2 separate regions of the Mus musculus genome follow, and region 1 is linked to region 2. The links are chromatin contacts, called in public HiCAR-type maps. All regions are on one chromosome and are shown on one strand. Each heading gives the region's core, a stretch centred on a gene start, on an enhancer-like site or on the middle of the called end of the contact. The rest is flanking DNA. Distances are from core to core; before and after follow the strand shown.

What was found. HiCAR-type assays count read pairs that join an accessible place to other places.
Region 1: a HiCAR-type map of astrocytes shows a contact between it and region 2, with 3 times the contacts expected there. The contact joins the enhancer-like site here to the promoter of Aebp2 in region 2. A contact is called at or near these places in 3 of 39 promoter capture datasets (cranial neural crest, hippocampal neurons and neural stem cells), 1 of 15 datasets of contacts at CTCF or cohesin (the NIH/3T3 cell line), 2 of 484 Hi-C or Micro-C datasets (cerebral cortex and cortical neurons) and 6 of 115 datasets of contacts at active chromatin or transcription factors (astrocytes, embryonic basal ganglia, embryonic forebrain and 3 more).

Annotation. Positions count from the first base shown.
Region 1 is chr6:141,567,138-141,570,142 of GRCm38.p6, forward strand. Slco1c1 (solute carrier organic anion transporter family, member 1c1) reads left to right here. Exons shown (of 15, transcript NM_021471.3): 14 at 317-434; 15 at 2,169-3,005. The coding sequence ends at 2,391. Among named protein-coding and RNA genes, the nearest start is that of Slco1c1, 44 kb to the left of the region's middle. Within about 2 kb of position 1,659, at least 18 of the 459 cell types and tissues checked have an H3K27ac peak or open chromatin away from gene starts, as enhancers often do. A contact at or near this core is called in astrocytes, embryonic basal ganglia, forebrain and 2 more, where this site is marked.
Region 2 is chr6:140,622,213-140,625,497 of GRCm38.p6, forward strand. It overlaps Aebp2 (AE binding protein 2), which reads left to right and starts at 1,290. Exons shown (of 8, transcript NM_001005605.2): 1 at 1,290-2,132. The coding sequence starts at 1,483.

The DNA of each region.
Region 1 (3,005 bases), core at 409-2,908, 950 kb after region 2:
GATTTTATGGCTTGGGTTTTAAAATGAGAAGGGCTCAGAGGTGGCATCCAGGTTCATTGCCTTGGCCACTTGGTGAGGGAGAAGTTGTGTTCACATTGAGTGTGAATTTCCAGGAGACATGCATCTAGACCTAAACCACTGACAGTTACTGCATGGGTCCTGAGCTTGTGACCAAACTCTGAGCCATAGAAAGAGGTCTCAGTGAAGAATTGTGGGTTTTCACTACCTAATCAGTGATTCCTGAGCTCAAGGTAAGTGGTTCTGGGTCACTTCTTATGGCCAAAAACTTAGAAGCGATCATTTATGTTTCTTACAGCAGGAATCCCAGCCCCTGTGTACTTTGGTGTTTTGATTGACACTTCATGCCTCAAATGGGGATTTAAGAAATGTGGAAGCAGAGGCTCCTGCAGGCTGTATGACTCCCACGCTTTCAGGTACAGTGCCAAGCACACTCATGTAGCTCTGTGCTCCTACAGCTCATTTTCTGCCACATCCTGAAGCTTAAAATTCCCTGTGTACTTTCCATGTTTATGAGGTAAATCAACCAAAAAACTGTGAACAATTCTATTTTACATGAAAAAATATTGCCAAGTGTTGACATTGAATTTCATTTTGAATTCATCATTATTTTATTTTGTTCTGACTTTTTAAAGTTAGCACAGTTAGCAATGCGTTTCATGAATGTATTTTATTATGGCACTTTCACATATATGTATCATTATACTTTGAATTTCTCCCTGCCCCAAGTAATCATTTTTTAAAAATGATGAAAATGAGCAGGAAAAAATGGCTCACACCTGTAATCCCAGAATTCAGGGGACTAAAAGAGAATTAGTTAATGCTTAATTGAAGTCAGCCTCGGCTATATAATATGTTCTAGGCTAAACTGAGGCTGCAGAGTGAGCAACCCTGGCTCATAACACACACACACACACACACACACACACACACACACACACACACGAGCATACATATATAATAAATGATTTTTAAAAAATCCTAGAATACAGGTTTGAAAATGTGTGCACACAAATGGCAAAATATTTCCTGAAACTCAGATGCATTTAAATTTAGGTCACATTCTGGGTTTATTTAATTCTATTCTTTTTTAAACTGAGCCAAACTGTACCATTTGCGTCAGCGCTAATCCCCTGGGCAAGATCTGGATTTGGCTCTCAATCCATCCGGCTCTTATTGCCAAGCTGATGTTCAATTATCCCAGTACTTGAAATGCACAAAAGTAAAAAGCTTTCTCTGTGTGGGTGAGCGTGTCTGAGGTGGAGAGCACGGTTTTCTCACTACGGTATCATTCAGTTCCGTTCATCAAACCTTTATCTCCCCACTGCTTAAAGCCATACTCCAGTGGCTTAAAAGCAGGACTTCTTTTATTCAAAGACTTACACGCTGAATACTTTGTTTCAGAGGGGGAAAAAAAAAAACCTCCAAAAACCAAAAGAAAAAAAAAAATCCGAGAGTCTTGAGCCTGTAAGTTGCATGTGAATTAGGCAGACCATCTCAAATAAGATCGATTTAATAGGCTTTGATATTATGTGTGAAGGATGTTTGGTCCAAGGCCAGGGCCAGTTCTGGGAGTGACATTTGGTTTCTGCTCTCATTTGGTAAGGCTAAGTGCTCACTGCAGTGTGGACATTGTGTGATGCAGAGACCGTATGTAAGAGGGGAAGCTGAACACTAAGTTCTTTATCAGGCCTTTCTGTCCCACTAACAACCCTGACCCCTTCTTTGAATTGCTTACCACAGCTTTTCCTTGGAGTGTATTGAAGAAATATTTGAGACAGGGTCACCACATGACTTAGTCAAACCTTGACACCTTTGAAAGTGAAAGAGGCTCTTTTAAAATTATTACTTGGGACAGCAATGGGCTAAATAGGACTGCCTCAGCAAGCAGGAAGATGGCTATCCAACTTCAGGGAATCTTTAAAGAGGAAGTGGGAACTATTATATCATTTGCAGTAACCAGGAATGACAATACAACTAAGAAGTTGCCTCTGCTGGCAGGAGGTCACCAGCATTCATAGCCACCAGGCCATTAAGTCTGTGTCTCTCAGCAATCAACCTCACACTGTTAGAACCTTCATGTTTTGTTTTGCTTTGCTTTCAAGTTGAGTGGCTGCAATAATTATAACCGAGACTCTCTCCTCTTTTAGACACATATACCTGGGATTAACCACGCTCCTGGGCACGGTGTCTGTCTTCCTAAGCATGGCTGTACTTTTTGTTTTAAAGAAAAAATATGTCTCGAAACACAGCAGCTTAATAACCACAAGAGAAAAAATAGGGATGTCTTCAAGCATCAAAAAGGAGACATGCGCTGCAAGGGATCGTGGATTGCAGCCCAAGTACTGGCCAGGCAAGGAGACACGACTTTAAAAAAAAATCATGGAAACAAACAAATATGGGGTCATTTTATCCAATACATGTAAATGAATAAAAGCATAATCAAAAGGGCTTCAATGTGCAATTCCTTTCTGCTTCCAAAGGTATGCCTGCTTTGCTTTTGACTCTAAGCATAACATGACAAACCTCTAAGGATGTAATTAAATTTATTTTAAAACTTTTAAACTTGTACATTCCTTTTAATTATTTTCTTATTTCTGCTTCATGCTATATTGTCTCCATTGATATGTGATATGTGTTCCTGGGGATGGCTGTCTATTATGTTTGATTATGACATGTCATCTGTACATTGTGTCACTTGACCAGAATCTACTTTGAGTATTTCCTAAGGAGATCTTTCAGATTTAGCTCCTCCTTGAACTGATACAGAAAAAAAACATTCATGATGGGGTTGTCTTCTGAGACAATTTCTGTTCATTAGTTTACATATAATAAGATGTAATTTTATAATTTACATAAATTCATTGTGATTTTGGAAGTATCCATGGTTACACTGCAATTCATGTCACCATGTCACCATACTTTATTGCTTACGAATTCAGTGAATCAAAATATTTTTAAACAAACACTTCCCAAATTTCCATGAA
Region 2 (3,285 bases), core at 40-2,539:
CTAGCCTCATACTACATGTTGTTTCTTTTATTATGTTTATTTTTTAAATTAGGGCAGTGAATTCTAGAAACATGAAAATACTCCACCTGGGGGATCTCTCTCTCTCTCTCTCTTTGTGTGTGAAGATCTACTAAGAATGAATGAGGGAATGCTCTCTGAGACTGCTTCCCCACTCCAGAGCATCAGATGTGCCCCGGAGTCAGGGTGTGATGTGGGCTGCTCACCAGCCTTCCTCATAAACTCCAGGTCTTTATTTTACAAAAAGCTTATTTACAAAGCATTCCCTTACCGAGAAGTTCAGGAAGATGCAATGCTTCCCTAGCTGTAAAGGGAAGGTTTGACTCTTGCCTGGGGATAGGGAGGAGCCTTTCATTAGTAGGAGTAGTAACCTCTTCCCTGCTTTCTTCTTCACACCCTCCCTTTTTGTGAGGCAGGATTTCAGTTTGGCCTGGAACTCGCTATATAGATCAGGCTGGCCTCGGAATCTCGGAGACCCTCCTGCCTCGGCCACCCTAGGGCTGGGGTTAAAGGTGTGCCTTTTAGGTGAGGTACCTGTGTGCACCACCCACCAGACTGGGAGGGAGGCCGGGAGATGTGGTCAGAGCTGCTGGGATTAGACAGTTGTGAGCCGCCTTGTGGGTGCTGCAAACCGACCGCCGGCTCCTCTGGAAGAGCGGTTAGAGCCCTCAACGGCCAGCGCTACACCCCAAGAACTCAGCCTGCCTACAAGTGTCACCCCAGATTTTATTAGAAGCTCCAGGACTTAAAACCTGCGAGGATCTCGAGCCAAAGCAACGCCCGCCTCGTCTGAGCTGCCCTCCTTGGGTCATTGGGACATCGGGACAGGTAAGCAAGCCTGGCTTGCGAGTCAAGCCTCTGCCTCCGCGGTGTGGACATCGGCTCGGCGCTTCAAAAACAAAAAACAAAAAAAAACCGATTTATCGAACTTTCTGCACATGTCTGAGACCTGTCTTTTGAGTATGGCAAGCGCTCAGACGGCCAGACACTTGCTCCACTTACGGCTTCCTTCTACAGGACACCACCTCCCCCGCAAACCACACACACACACTCTCTCTCTCTCTCTCTCTCTCTCTCTCTCTCTCTCTCTCTCTCTCTCTGAGCCGATGCTTCTCCTTCTCTCTGTAGAAGTCCAGGGCTGTGAAAATCCCCACCGACTTCGGGTTTCGAGGGCTCGTCCCGCCTCCGCCCGGAGCGGGAAGGCGTGGGAAGGCCCAAAGAAACTCTGGAGGGGCGGGGCCGCCGCGGCGCGCAGGCGCGCTGCCTCCTCCGCGTGAGTGCGCGCGTTCCGGCGCGTGTCCCCGCGCGGGCTCCGTAGCGCGTGTGCAGCCTGACGCAGCCCCGCGGGCCCTCCTCCCGCTCTGCGGCGGCCGCGCGGAGTTTGGGGCGTGCGGGCGCGGAGCGGGGGGTGGCGGGGGCGAGGAGGCGGCGGCGAGAGGAGGCGGAGGAGCAGCAGGCGCCGCCATGGCCGCCGCGCTCGCCGACATGGCCGACCTGGAGGAGCTCTCCCGCCTCAGCCCGCTGTCCCCCGGCAGCCCCGGGCCCGCGGCGCGCGGCCGGGCCGAGCCGCCGGAGGAAGAGGAGGAGGAGGATGACGAGGAGGCGGAGGCAGAGGCGGTGGCCGCGCTGCTGTTGAACGGGGGAGCGGGCGGCGGCGCGGGGGGCGGCGAGGCGGAGACCATGTCGGAGCCGAGCCCCGAGAGCGCCAGCCAGGCGGGCGGGGACGAGGACGAGGACGAGGAGGACGACGAGGACGAGGGCAGCAGCAGCGGCGGCGCGGAGGAGGAGAGCAGCGCCGAGAGCCTGGTGGGCAGCAGCAGCGGCGGCTGCAGCGGCGACGAGACGCGCTCGCTGAGCCCGGGCGCGGCGAGCAGCAGCAGCGGCGATGGGGACGGGAAGGAGGGCCTGGAGGAGCCCAAGGGACCGCGGGGCGGCCCGGGCGGCCCGGGCAGCAGCGGTGGCGGTAGCAGCAGCAGTAGCGTGGTGTCGAGCGGCGGCGACGAGGGCTACGGCACCGGGGGAGGCGGGAGCAGCGCGACCTCCGGGGGCCGGCGGGGCAGCCTGGAGATGTCGTCCGACGGGGAGCCGCTGAGCCGCATGGACTCGGAGGACAGGTCAGTGCGCCGCCAAGGGGACCCTTCCCGGACCTCGACGAGGGGGACTCAGGGGACTTCTTCCTGATTCGAGGGGACTCTGCGTGGATCCCGTCTAGGGGACTCCTCCCGGACCCCACAGAGGGGACCTAGGGGACTCCTCTTGGACTCCATTGAGCTGACTTCCTTGCCCGATCCCCTCCCATCTCCTGGACCCTTTGGCCCAGCGCGGGGCGGGGGGCGGGGGGGACCCTTCTAGCAGCGATCCCTTGCTCTGTAGATTCCCGGGCTCCGCCGAGGGGACCGAGGGGACTTTCTCGCCGCAGTCCTTTCCGTTTCTTGCTTCTCCTTCCCTGCCCCGCCCGCCTGCCCACCTTGGGAACGGCTTCGCCGGAATCTCCCCTGCCCCAGACTCTGGGACCCCAGACCTGGGGACTTTCTCTCCGGGATCTCCCGCCCCCTGATTCTCAGCCCCTCCCCCCCAGATCTCAACTTGGAAATCCCGGGCGGCCGCCGCGCCCCTCTTGCCGCTGAGCGGCTTCCAACTCCTCACCATCCCCCCTCAACTCTCCTTTCCCCACCCTCCTTTCCTCGGCGCGCGGTTCTCCTTTCGGATCGAAGGACGACTCTGTCCCGGAGACAGCCCCCCCAAAATGGCCCAGACGCCCCAGCCGAGCTCCAGAGGCCCTTGATGTACACCTCGGTACACAAGGTTAGCTTCGTGCATCGGTGTTCGGGAACACTTGTCAGAACTGCAATTGACAAGTGTTTTCCAATATGGCTGGTCTCCTGGAACTCACAGAACTAACTTGTGCAGGGAGGAGACCCCCACCCCTGGCTTTGCTTTACTTTTAAAAAGAACTGCTGGTCCGTTATGTGTAATCTCTGCTTCTCAGATCCCTCACATCTGTCAGTTATATCATCTCAGGGGATTTGAGTTTTGGTCATCAAATCTGAGGGACCAAGTTTAAAACACAGAAAGAGCATTGTGGAAAGGAACAGTAGATTTGAATTGATGTCCTTTACAGTTGCTTTGCTGAATCGGAAATAATTGGGAGTCACAAGATACAGGCGTGCAGGTTTAAAAAAGTAGACTGTGGCTTACAAAAGCACCATTATATATACAGTGGTACTAAGATGTGGGAGTCACATCCCCCGTGGTGACTTTTTTTTT